Regions from separate parts of the Capra hircus genome. Here region 1 is linked to region 2. A link is a contact called in public Hi-C data. All regions are on one chromosome and are shown on one strand. Each heading gives the region's core, a stretch centred on a gene start, on an enhancer-like site or on the middle of the called end of the contact. The rest is flanking DNA. Distances are from core to core; before and after follow the strand shown. Region 1 holds the start of LMBR1L (protein LMBR1L). Region 2 overlaps LOC106502096 (a long non-coding RNA gene).

Region 1 (6,579 bases), core at 2,454-4,953, 99 kb before region 2:
AAATACAATAAATAACCAGCTTGCTTACATTAGTGGCAAGGTAGAGTGAAGGGAAATGGGGAGAGGGGTTGGAAATCACAGAGAAAGTCCCCAGGGGAATCACACTGAGGAGTAGCTGCCTCCTTGGCTGAGGGTGCATGAAGCCATCTGGAGGGGAGGAGAGGTTCCGGCCAGGACCGGAAGATCTGGAGTTAGGAACTGAGACAAGTGCGTCCCCCTCAATCACAGAATGCCTACTGAAAGCCTTAATATGCATTCTCTGCAAAGAGAAAGGTCACCATCACCACTGGGGTCAGGGAGGTCTCTGGTCCTGGGTGTAGGAGCTCTAGGAGAGGACATGACAGAGCTTGCGCCTATGACAACATTCACTCTGCAGTTGCCCTGCTGAGGTTCACAGAGAGTTTTCACGTTAGCCATCATATTTGGTCCACACAATAACAATGGACTGGGTAGAAATTGTTAGGCTCATTTTATTTTGTAGAGAATGAAACTGAGGTCATAAAAGTTACATGACTGGCCCTCCTTCTAGACTCTCCACTATACCACCTTGTCCCTGCCTGTGGAGGAAGGGAGGCAGAAGCTCAAGAACAGACACCTCTACTTTCCCAGCAAGCAACACAGCCCTCTTCCCCTGAGGCTGCTGCCATAGCAACAGGAACACTGGCAGAGGGCAGGCAGGAGGGAGGGAAGTCACAGGTACCTGTGGTAAACTCAGCAGGCTTCTTGAAGCGGGTCAAGGCGATGTGGCAGAAGATGTAGAGAGTCGCAAACAGCAGTGTTGAGATCTGCAGCACAAAGTGAGCAAGATGAAAAGCCCGAATCCCCAAACATTTCACAGCTCCAGTGGCCTCTCTGTTAATTCCACGGGGACATTTTCCCCAAACTAGACTCCATACATCCAGGGGTTCCATCTTTCTCCCCACTACTTCCTTCTAATCAAGGCCTCAGGGGCTGACCCATGCACTTGGGGACAGAGCACTATGTCCAGATCTATGAGGGTTTTTTTCCCCAGGGAGAAAATAGTTTCAGCTGAACCCTGGTTGGTGCATGGGCAGAGAAGACTCCTAGAGATGCACATATCCACACATCTGAAAAAGGCCACAGAACCAGAGAGGATTTCTTCCTAGCACATAATTGGAAAAGCAGATTTGAGGGGAAGAAGGGGATGTCTTCATTGTGCTGACACTCCACTCCCTCTCCCTCCACTCCCACCTTGATCCAAGCTCCAGGAGGAATCGTGTTCCTAGACCAACTCAGAGCTTCTACTCTGTTTATTCAGGGGCCCTAAAAGATCAGGTCTGCTCTGGGCCAATCCAGAGTCTCTTTCATGCCCTGCCCATAATAGTAGGCTTTAATTGGGGTTCCACATCTATAAAGCTTCTAGAGCTGGGATCAAAATCTTTAAAAGCTATCAATCCATGATCCCTACCTAAAGTAATTTCCAGCTCCCAGGGTAGGTCTCTCAGGGTCTGTCCCATGCCCCTGATGACTAGTCCTCCAATGGACACTTATGGCAGGACTGAACCAGGTTATCCTACACATGCATACATTTCCACCCTACCCTGGATCCACAATCAGGGTCAGAGAATCTTGAGATGTTATTGTGTTTGAAGTGGGCCAAGAAGGCAGGATCAGTCTCATAGGTGCTCCAGTCCCCAAGAGAAGCTGACCCGATGGGGAATCTGCATTCAGCTATGTATGTAAAGAGAGAAGACACAGACCCCAGGAGAAACATGGGTCTAGGACAAAATTGTAGCTTTTAACAATAGGGAAGTAGAGTAGAATGAGCCATTTAGATTTCAGCTCCAAGATTTTTACTGCCTAGTGCTCTGCCCTGGGTGTGTGTAATAAGCAGGAAGGCGAGGGCGGGGTGGGGGTGGGGGGCTCAAAAGGTCAGGCTGGAGTTCCATGTAGGTCCAGCAGAGGCTAGGTGATTCTCTAGAGCAGGGGATTGGAGCCACGTGGGAGATGTACTAGAAGCCCTCAGGATGCCCTTGACCAGCGCTGACGTCCTCAGCTAATGGGACTAAAGGATGGGACGACATCCAGGAGGCTGCTTCTCTCTCCAAGATCTCTTCCCTCCCTGTTCTCTAGGAAAGTGGGTCTCTGGCTCTCCACTGGCTCAAGGCCTGGGTATGACTCCAGGATATGCCCAACCCTGCCATATGCAACTCTCCACCAAGAAACGCACAAGGAAAGCTTTCTGAAAGCAGATCTGGAGTTCCCACGCATGGACTGATAAACTCCCTACTTTCCAGTCCTCACAGATAAAGGCAGACCTAGTTATGCCTTGGCTCACTTTAGCCCTCCTCCAATCTGAGGCTGCCCAGGGCAGACTGGAGCCCAGTCTGAGAAAAATGAAGGACGACCCCCACAATGGGTCTTCCACTCACCAACTTCTATTCTTCTAAACTTTTCCCTTTCCCTTTAGTATTTGGGGGTGAGGGCTCTGAGGAAGGAGAGGAGAAAGGAAAGATATGAGAGTTTAGAGCAGATGCAAGAAAGATGCGATCCCCTAAGCTCCCCTGGGTGCCCCGGCCCAGAAGTGAGGAGTCCCTCGCTGTGTGACAGTTTCATCTGTTACTCTAGGTGGCAGTGAGCGAGTAAGGAAAGCAGCCAGAAGCCCTCCGTCGCACCAGGGGCAACCCTTCAGAGGAAATCCCTGAATGGCTGCGAAGCTAGGAAACTCGGCTTGCAGGGTCTCTAACGAAACACCAATAAGGGCGAGGAAACGAAGGGGACACTTTAGTTGTTCTCCATTTCTACACGGCAGAATCCACTCCAGAGAGTCCTTTCCTCCAAAGTGAGAAACCCACCAAAGATCCCTGTTCATCTCCCCTTCATCAAACATCATTTGGGTTTGAGAAGTAGTTGCAAACAAGCCTTCCCCAAGTTAAACCCATCCCTCTCCGACCATCTGACTGAGATCCGCAAGCTCAACAGATTCCCAGACAAGGGAAGACCCGCGCTCCGATCACGGGCGCGCGGGGCGGGGTGGGGGGGACAGGAGGGAGGGCGGGGTCGGGGAAGAGGCGTGTAGAGGGGAGGAACGGAAATCGATCGGCTTTGTTTATCTCGCAGCTACTCAGCTGGAGCAGACTCTAGGGATTCGCCAGCCCAAGCACTAGTCGGGCAAGGGCTCTTGGTCACTCGCCCCTGGACCAAACAGGGTCTGCCGGCGCTGTGCCCAGGGGATCTCACTCCGATCCGGACGTCTCCCTCTCCCGCGACACCCGTGCTTCTCCCCAACTTGGTCCTACCCTTCCAGCCCGGGTCCCGGACTCACAATGCACTCGCGGACCCGCTCGTGGAATAGCTGCTCTCGCACGGATAGCACTTCATAGTCAGCTCCTTCCATACTCTGCTCAGCATGACTGGGGCTGGGGTGTCTCTGGGCCCGGGGAGGACCAGCGGCGATGAAACCGCCGCCGCCAAGCACCCGGACCCAGCGAAGGAGCCTTACCTTGCAGCCTGTGACGGAAACTCGGGGTAATCTGGGGCTCAGATTCTGTCGTCTGAGCGCCCCGCCCTTAAAGGGGCAGGCACCAGCTGGCCTCGCTTTAAAGGGCCCGGGTTCCCCTCTGCTCCCTCCCCTTTAAGGTCAGGCTTTCGGTATAGTTTCAACGCAAACACCCGCCAACAGGCAAGCTAAGGGGAAGCGTAGTCTGGGTTCTATTTCACAAGAGGCCGAGTGACGACACAACGGATGGGCGGGATAATTCCAGGGAGCGGAACTCATTGGCTTCTACGGAGCTGCCGCTCTTCGCTAGAGGAACGCTGATAGGCTTGCCCCGTGGAAAGAGGCGGGATCTTTGGGGCCTACCGGTGCTCCTTCTAAAACTAAGCAACTGTCTTTTTCACGTCCCTTAGTTGATAAGCGACCAGTATGACCTTGGCAAGATGAGCCACTTGAATCAGGCCAGCCAGGTGGGATGTGAGAGTACCATAGGGATTCTGAAAGGTACCGCTGCCCAGTAACCCAAGATCCATAGTAGCTTTTTCTGAAAGTGTTTTTGTTGCGGCGAGGAACCCTCAGCCACCAAGAAATTTTCACTCAGTCACTTTTGTGGGAGCCCCTATGTGTTCTGGAACAAATACCAAAGAAAACGGAATAGAAAGCTACAGAAGTATCCACCTGAAGCTTTGTGAGGAAATGCCCACAGGGGATCATGGGCTGAGTCAAACATTAACTGACCACCGGCTATGTGCCACTCACTTTCTAGATTTTAATCTCATTTTACCTTTACCTGAACAACCCTTCAGGGAAAGGCGTGATTAGCATTTTAGGTTTTAGAAAATGTGAGAGGTTGTCACAAAATTAAGGAATGCAAGTTCCCTCCTATGACCTTGATAATGGGTACTGTTTGGGAAGTCCCACCTTCATGGACTCAAACTGTTCCTCTCAAATAGAGGGAGCATTACAGAGAAAAGAAGGCCTGAGTTTTGCCAAGCCCCCAGCTGAAGAATAAGAACGCAATTCTAGTGGCCTAGATCGTGTCCCGTTACTATCTGAGCAAGAGTTGGGGCCAGAATATACAACTGAGTTCTCTACTCTTGAAATTTCTGCAGGGCAAGTTACTTTTACCTCTTTTCTGTTTCCCTAGTGCTTTTGCCTGGAAAATCCCATGGACGGAGGAGCCTGGTAGGCTGCAGTCCATGGGGTCTCGAAGTCGGACATGACTGAGCAACTTCACTTTCACTTTTCACTTTCATGCATTGGAGAAGGAAATGGCAACCCACTCCAGTGTTCTTGCCTGGAGAATCCCAGGGATGGGGAAGCCTGGTGGGCTGCCGTCTATGGGGTCCCACAGAGTCAGACACGACTGAAGCGACTCAGCAGCAGCAGCAGCACTGATTTGCAGTAGAACCTTGAAAATATATACTTGTATATACACACATAGGGCTTCTCAGGTGGTGCAGTGGTAAAGAATCTGTCTGCCAATGCAGGAGAGGCAAGAGACGCAGGTTCGATCCCTGTGTTGGGAAGGTCCCTTGGAGTAGGAAATGACAAACTACTCTCCAGTATTCTTGCCTAGAGAATTCCATGGACAGAGGAGCCTGGTGGGCTACAGTTCATGGCGTCGCAAAGAGTTAGACACAACTGAGCACATACACAAAATACATACATTAGTGTGTGTGTATATATAATATCTATACATATGTGTGTGTATATATATAGTAGCAAGATAATGAATGGACCTGAAGAGCTGATTTCCCTTTTAGTAACCAAACTTGGAGTGAACAGAATCCAGAGGGGCGAGTGGGCAGAGATAGTAACCAAATACAGCTGGCTGGTTCCTTGGCTTTGTTGCATGGAAGGAGAAGAGAGCACAGAGAAGTGGGTTGGGCCTGCTGAATGACCCTGGCACTTATCTCAAGCAAAGTATTTTAACGATCTTGTTAAAACACAAATCTGTCCCTATTCAAAAGCCCTCAAAAGCAGTCTACTTGCACTTAGAAATTCACCTGCCTTAAAGTAAGAATACAAAGCCCCGGGAATTTCCTGGTGGTCAGTCGTTAGAACATGGCACTTTCACTACCAAGGGCCTGGGTTAAATCCCTAGTCCAGGAACTAAGATTCCATGAGATGCTAGAGGCTGCCAAAACAACAACAAAGGAACAAACAAAAAAGCCCTTGGGGGTTACAAAATGGTGACCTCTGGGCTTCCGTAGACATGCTGTGTTTTGTTCGGCTTACAGAATCTTTAGCAAATTTGAACAAATGCGCCTTGTCAGCCCAGTTGTGCATTTGAATTTGTGACCTGGGAGGAAGCACTTCTCTGCTGCTTCAACTTGGCCTCATCCTCATCCTGACCTTTCTTCAGTTCCTGGTGGACCCTGCGCATCTCTTTCCTGCCCAGGAAAGAGCCATGCTTGCTGTTTCTTCTCTCTGGAAGATTTCCCCCTTTCCCTCCTTCTTCCCAGTTCACTTTTGGTTGGCTCTGGTCTCCTTCAGATTTGAACTTAAATGTTACCCCAGTACCTTATCTAAAGCAATCTAATTTTGTCCTTTTATTTATCATTTGCATGCTAAGTCACTTCAGTTGTGTCTCTTTCCTACCCTATGGATTGTAGCCCGCCAGGCTCCTCTGTCCATGGGATTCTCCAGGCAAGAATACTGGAGTGGGTTGCCATGCCCTCCTCCAGGGGATCTTCTCGACCCAGGGATCAAACCTGAGTCTCTTAGGTCTCCTGCACTGGGAGGTGGGTTCTTTACCCACTGGCACCGCTGAGAAGCCCTTTATTTATCACAAGTTGCCATAATTTAATTTGTTTGCATTTGTTTGTTTCCCCCATATAGGTTCCTAAAGGGAAATAATCATATATGTCTTTTATACAGTTACTCTTAAACTCTTATCTCCATGTGTAATTCACGTAGGCACTCAAATATTGGCAGATGTAGTGAGAAAGATGGCAGACATTGCTGATTATCAGAAGAGCTGGGTTCTGGTTCTAGCATTGTCATCCTGGGTTCCACTTGATCTCACTTGCCAAACTAGAAGACCCTGAAGATGGCTTCCAAATTTATGAATCTAACGTTCACTGCCCTTTATAGTTTACACAGTGCAGTGACATCAC
Region 2 (6,654 bases), core at 1,705-4,204:
CTATATATATATATATATATATGTGTGTGTGTGTGTGTGTGTGTGTGTGTATATATTTTTTAAGATAGAATTCCCTGAGCACCTACTGTCTAATACCTGCTGGCCACACTGTGCAAAACATAAAGGAAGTGCAAGCAAGACATGGCTCTTGCCCCCAAAGTGCTTATTAGTTGTTAAATTGCAATGCCTTAATGTATGAGCTTAACACTGGAAAGACCTTTGAACCGGTCAGATGAAAGGCATTCTGTAATATACCCTCTGGGTAACAGGTAATAACCTAAACACAGGGTAGTATTATGACTATACATGCCCAGTGCTATTTTATCCAATTTTTCTGTTAATTACAAAGGTATATATAATCCTTTAACACCTGCTCATTCATTTCTTGTCTAGCTTCAGAATCATTTTAGAAGCTTACCTGTAGAACTTGGGCCATCAGATCACGTACTTACACTGGGCTGCTTCCCTGGCTGGAGGTTGTTCTCACTTCCTCGCTTCCTGAATACAAATGTGCAGATATTCTGTTACTCTGGACAAAATACCTGACATTTAGTGAGTACATAAAATCTCCAAAAGTTGGAATTGTCTTAAAGAGCCTGAGGATGCCACTTGAAGGGACCGAAGGTACTTTATTTTGGGAGGAAATGAACCTACAGCATTTCCAAAATATTAGGCTAGCCCTCAGCCCATTAAGCTTCCTCTGACCAACAGAGCCCATTTTCAAACAGAAATTCCAACTGGATATAAAAGGCCACCTCAGCTGTCAAGCACGGAAGCCATGTGTAGCTTTGGTTTAAGAATCAGTCCAGGGAGCAGATGCTCTGAGTGCCTGGGGTGTGGCAGGCCTATTCCTGATACAAGAACAAACATCCTTTCTCTTAATTCCACACGTAAGTCAGACAATACTGAATGTCTTTATCTTTAAAGGAGCTATATTAAATCATTCTTATGAGAAAAAAAATCACTTGTAATATAAAAAATGTGACTTCTCAGAGAGCCCTTATTTCTTAGCAGACAAAGGAATATGCTCATTAAATCATGAGGAAGAAATTATTAAGAATAGAGTGCACGACATCTATTATTAGGTTGAGAAGGATTCAAAGCACTGTCTCTATCACCCCTTTCTGAAGATGACCTTTTTATTATATTTTCATTTGATAAGGAGGGGCACCTTTTTGAAATTTTTGCCTAGAAACCCAGAATAAAACTTACAGCATGTTAGAATTGTAATGAGTTTGCCCCTGTATTTCACAGTCAGAGTTCAGGGCTCTGAAAAATATGCTGTCCAAATTTTTATTGGGAATTAACTTTTTTTGCCTTCCTCTGAGAGATGAAAGCAGCTGGTTATGAGACTTAAGAGAGAGCCTATTTTCCAAGGAAGAACAAAGAGAAAGCAGGCACCCCTCCCCCTCGGAAAAGCCACTTTGCCTTGTCGGAGCCGACTGCCCGCTGAGCACTGTGACAGGAGAGGCTCAGAGCTGTGTCCTTGCCGATTGGTTTACTAACGCATGGTTCAGCAGTCCTGGGGATGGGGAGGTGTGTGCCCACACAGTGTTAATGTTATCAGCTGCCCTGTTCCTGCGTCCTCTCCCCAAGGACACTTTTGTAACACTGAGGGAGACAGCTCCTCCTTTACTCCTGTTTCTCTGCAGATAAACAATCGTCAGGCATGTCTTGGACCCTGTCCCTGACTCAGTCAAGTTACTGTATATCCATTACTCTTCTTTGTACTCCAGACACTGTGCTGTCAGTGTTCCTTTGGTTGGATCCAGATTGTGAAGGCTACAGTAGTCATAAACAGGACTTGGGGGCCCAGCTTTCCTTCTTTCTGGACCCTCATGAAGCTTCTCCTTCAGTCAGGTTCCTAATTTCTGGTGCTAATGCTCAAAAGAGAGGGCCTGCTTTGAACCAGAGCCTATAATAAATGCCTGCAGCTATGCCTTGATGGGAGATGGAAATTTTCATGTCAAGAGAACATCGATCTGATAAACAGCATGACTAATCTAAATAAAATTGTCCACCTATGGGTCTTCACTCCCTTAAAAGAAGACAAAGGGGGGGTGTACAACTCTTAGGCTTAATGCACTGAATCTCTGCAAGTAGAAGGGAGGAGAAGGTTATTAGCACACCATCTGGGCAAAGTGAAGGACAGGGCTCTGTAGGGGAAAGCATCAGCTTAATGAAGGGCAACCTAAAACTCTATACAGCATAAAAGGAGGGAGGCTGCACTTTGGCATCATCTTGCAGGTGAACAGTTCCCAACAATCGCGCTGGGTCAGGAGCAGAAACGCAACCGTCATCTTCTATCCGCGGGCTTCAGCCATAGGGGGAGGAAGGTGGTACCACACTTTTCTCCCAGTGGATGACGATGACGTATTCTAGGCCGATGACTGCGGAGGCTCCTGTCAAATGAGTGAAGAGAAAAAGGAAGTGGGGAGAGGAGGAGGGACTCTAGAAATGAAACTGCAACAACCCTGGAATAAAAATGAGGGGCCACAATGAGAAATGATAGGCACAATCACCTTGAAATTCAACCTTCCGCCCGTTTTTTTCCAATTTGCTTCTGATCACCTCTTTTATTATTTTGTAAATAAAGCAGGGTGGGATAAATGAAAGAGAGCACCTATAGGGTTCTATTTTTCACTCTCCTTTATGAATTGCTTTAAATAACAATTATACCATAATAATAAAATCCACCATTTTTGGCTTTAGGAAGTGTTAACAGTGAAGGTCTTTGAAACACTGTATTCCCAAACCACAACGGGCCTCTAAGATTTCTCTTCTCTACGGAAAGACTTATCTGGTTGTGCCCATTACTTTCAGCTTTGTTGGGGAAGGGGCATAACGTGCAGCATCTTGACTGTAAATGTCTGTGGGGAGTAAGTGTCCAAGGAGCCATGCCGCAGCCTCTGGCAAGATCCGAGCTTTTTCTCTTTAGACCAGCAGGCGGCGCTGTTTTCCACGGCCACCGCCCCGCCCGCCTGTAAGGTCACTTCCGCTGCGGCCCAGCGAGGCTCTCCCCTGCCCCTCCTTGTTGGTCTTTTTGAGGCTGCGTTTCTTCACCTAGCACACCTTGCTAGCGTTTCTGAACCACTGTGCTCTTGTGACAGTTTATGCTACTTGAGAGCTTCCTTCCTGAATCATTTGTGAGAGTGGAAATTCTTAAGAAAACAAAACAACCCCCCGCCCCCAAACCCCGTATTTGGTATTGCGTCATCGCGGATTTTTTTTTAAACATCTCAAATGCATTTCAATATAAGTCAAATAAAAAAAGCTTCTGACTCAACAAAGAAGGCAATATATGTTGAAACAGAATGCTTTAAAAAACAAATTCCCCTTCCTGTTTATTCCAGACGCTTCTCCTGGTTTAGAGAGCGGGTCGCGAAAATTCAGCTGCGGCGCCATCTGCTGGAAGCGCCGCGACGCTGCAAGGAGCTTGCGGGGAAGGAGGAGACGAGTTGCAGGTGAACGTTCGACCCTTTGCCCAGAGAAAGCCCTGACACCAAGGTAACAGTCAAATACAGTCCGTTTGTCTAAAAAGAGACCAAATTGACCCTGCAAGAAAATGGCCCCAGTTTTGAGGAGCCCTCCGGGCCTAAATGAACTGGCATATGGTATATGGGTGTTAGGAAAACCTGGGGCTTCCCGAGAAGAGGAGGCTTAATTCATTTCATTACCCAGCCGCCAGCCTGCCATGTTCTCAGGTGCAACGCTGAAAACTAAAACCGTATTTTCCATCAGTGCACATGAGGAGGTATAAGGTGCACAAGTCACAATGTATTTGTTCTGTTGAATGGAACTGATTTTGCTGAATGGAAGGAATTTTAAAAGATGAAGAGGGTGACAGAAATTAAATTAATGTGGGAGTGGGGATGTGTTGGAATGTGGCCTTGGCCATGGTTTGATACAAGGTCACTAAGGCACACTACCATTTCCAAACTCTTAAGTCAGTTCTGATTTACTTGATGATTTTTCTATTTAGGAGACTGCAGGTTTTTTCCACACCAGGATCTAAACCTATTTGCAAACACATTTATATACATACTCCAAAACAAACCTCAATTTACCATTGCTGGGAACTTTGTTAAAGGCCACAATCAGAAAACTCCTGGGGAACTGGAAGAAAGCAGGATTTAGAGCAGAAATACAATTGGCCCACCCATCTGGAAAAATATGGTGTCACTGATAGGAAACATTTGTAATAGGAAAGTGTTATCAATCATAGTCCTCACCCTCCAGAGCTTGATAATAACATTCTAACAAAAATGAGTTTTTGTTTTCTGGAATGAGCTCATAATGGGTTTCCTGAAAAAGATGAAGTAGCTTTACCAACAATATAAACCTGTTGGAATCTAACTGGTGATGTAGTTCTTGGGGTCCATGTCATGTCACTTTCGTATGCAGTCAGTGTTTTATAGAGACATCCTTTGGTGCTTGTATATCTAAGCCCTCATGTATGAGACCTACCTGATTCTACTGCCATAGTGAATAGTGTCACAGAGAAAATGTTAACCCTCCAAATGGATGCTGGAAGAAAATAAACTAGGAAATCAGGATGAGAAATAAAGTGACACTCCACTGTGATGATGTAAGAAATGACTGTATCAGAGAAGATTCAGGGTATTTTCTATTTTGAATGAGCAAAGAGTTATTGAGTGTCAAATTGTCACCAGTAGAGAAATTCTTTAGTGGCTGATGCCGCATCTGTTAGACTTTGCTTCTACTATGGCATTTGTTGAGGAGCGTCTTTAATAGAAATCAACAACTTATAACACATCAGTAGAGTGCGTGGTGACATGCCGTGGAATTGAGCGTCTCTTGGTGAAGGTGCTTTCACGGTCTCTGGGTTGGAACAGTGCAGGAGGGCAGCGGAGGTGGAGCCCTGAGGCCCAGGCAGTCTAAGCCCTCTTGGTCCCTTCCTTGTGCATGGCACAAAGCAGCCCCTAGAAACTGAATTTCTTCTATGGTGTTTCTTCTTTCGTTAACTTGTTTGTTTAGAGGGTGCCTGCACCCTCAGAACAGAGCCACATGTACAACCTGCCCTGGCCTTCCTCACAGATGTCTCAAGAGTATTCATTGGGCACTATTTCTGGTGAACCCAATATAAAAAGTCTACCCATTCCCCCAGCAGTTGAGCTTGGGATTCACATATTTTGTGTTTGGGAAAAAAAAAAAACCACACACACAAGGGAAATTTTTTCTAGAGATGACCTCTCCCTTGACTTTCAGCCTGTTCTAAATTGGGGTTTTGAGAGAAATGTGATCCTTCGTTCAAAGACACGAAAGAGGTTGAGCTTAGTAGAAGTTTCTACCTGGACCTTAGGGTTGGGTAAGTGTGTCTCTTGTGATGAAAATCCTGACTTCACAGAGGACTTGCCTTAACAACGTCAGTTCAACTCACGGTTGTTCTGTCAGCACCAGTCAGTCGTCTTCTCCTCCCTCCCTGCAAAATGCCAGGCTAACTCCCGCTCATCAGTGGGTCTTGTCCTTCTGGCTGCTTCCTCCAGGATTTCCTTGACTTCCCCAGGTGAAGGGAGGGTGCCCCTGCTGAGCTCCCTTCACCCTGTGGTTCCCCATCATAGCTCTGTCATGTACTGTCATTGCTTATCTGTCTCCCATTACAGACTCTTACATCCTGTGAAGACAGGGTTAAGGCTATTATTATGTTTATTTTGCATCCTCAATGCCCTAATTAGTGCTTCAGATCAAGCAGATAATTAGATAGGATTTCAGCATATAGAGACGACAAGGAAGGGTATTTCTGATGGAGGGACTAACGTGGACACACACAGGTATAGACTTGGAAGAATGGCCAGAAGCCTGAGTGTGGTTTGGCCAAAGCCTGAAGCCCCTAGCTCCATTTTTAAATTAAAGGCAAAGGCTAAGAGGAGATTAGGTGGGAAAGAGTCTGAGGTGGTTAAGAATATTGTGAATGTTTGTTTAAGGCAGTGGTCATCAGAAGTTGGAATAGTTGCGAATGATGACATTTCTGGTGTATTGTCTATCAGATAAGTACTGTACGTGTATTTTCATCAGCAAGGAGGAGTCACAGAGCTAGCCCATTTTATTTATGAAAAATACCACTACGTTGGCAAAACTGGTCTACATGATCAAACTAGGCAGTTAAGCAGGCTTATTTTCTATTAGGAAAAGTTAGCCTCCATTAAAAAAAATTTTTGGTAATTGTTTATTTTTGGTAGTGCTGGTGGGTCTTTGCTGCTGTGAGGGCTTTCTCTAGTTGTGGTGAGCAGAGGCTACTCTAGTTGCAGAGAGCTGGCTTCTCATTGCGGTGGCTTCTCTTGTTGCTGAGCACAGCCTCTAGAGTGTGTGGGCTTCAATATTTGCAGCACGTGGGCTCAGTAGCTGGGCTCCTGGGCTCTGGAGCACAGGCTCAGGAGTTGTGGTCACAGGCTTAGTTGCTCTTTGGCATATGGGATCTGTCCGGATCAGGGATCGAACCAGTGTCTCCTGCATTGTCGAATAGATTCTTTACCACGGAGCCACCTGGGAAGACCCTAGCTCTGTTTTTAAATTAAGAACACTATATTACTTTAAGGTCTTCCAGCACCTCACTTGTGACTTCTAATTCTAAGACAGTCACTGTCCAGGGCACAGAGGGTTGATGGGAATCTGTTCAGGGGATGAAATAAGGCG

Evidence for each region. Hi-C and Micro-C count contacts between places; a contact is called where the count stands out from the background.
Region 1: a contact with region 2 is called in a Hi-C map of blood, with 4 times the contacts expected there. The contact joins the promoter of LMBR1L here to the enhancer-like site in region 2. A contact is called at or near these places in 3 of 5 Hi-C or Micro-C datasets (all in blood).

The regions. Positions count from the first base shown.
Region 1 is chr5:30,354,004-30,360,582 of ARS1.2, reverse strand. LMBR1L (protein LMBR1L) reads right to left here and starts at 3,703. Exons shown (of 17, transcript XM_005680003.3): 1 at 3,287-3,703; 2 at 701-785. The coding sequence starts at 3,358.
Region 2 is chr5:30,254,506-30,261,159 of ARS1.2, reverse strand. It overlaps LOC106502096 (a long non-coding RNA gene), which reads left to right. Exons shown (of 6, transcript XR_001918044.1): 5 at 3,354-3,507. Among named protein-coding and RNA genes, the nearest start is that of TUBA1C, 38 kb to the right of the region's middle. Within about 2 kb of position 2,954, at least 4 of the 5 cell types and tissues checked have an H3K27ac peak or open chromatin away from gene starts, as enhancers often do.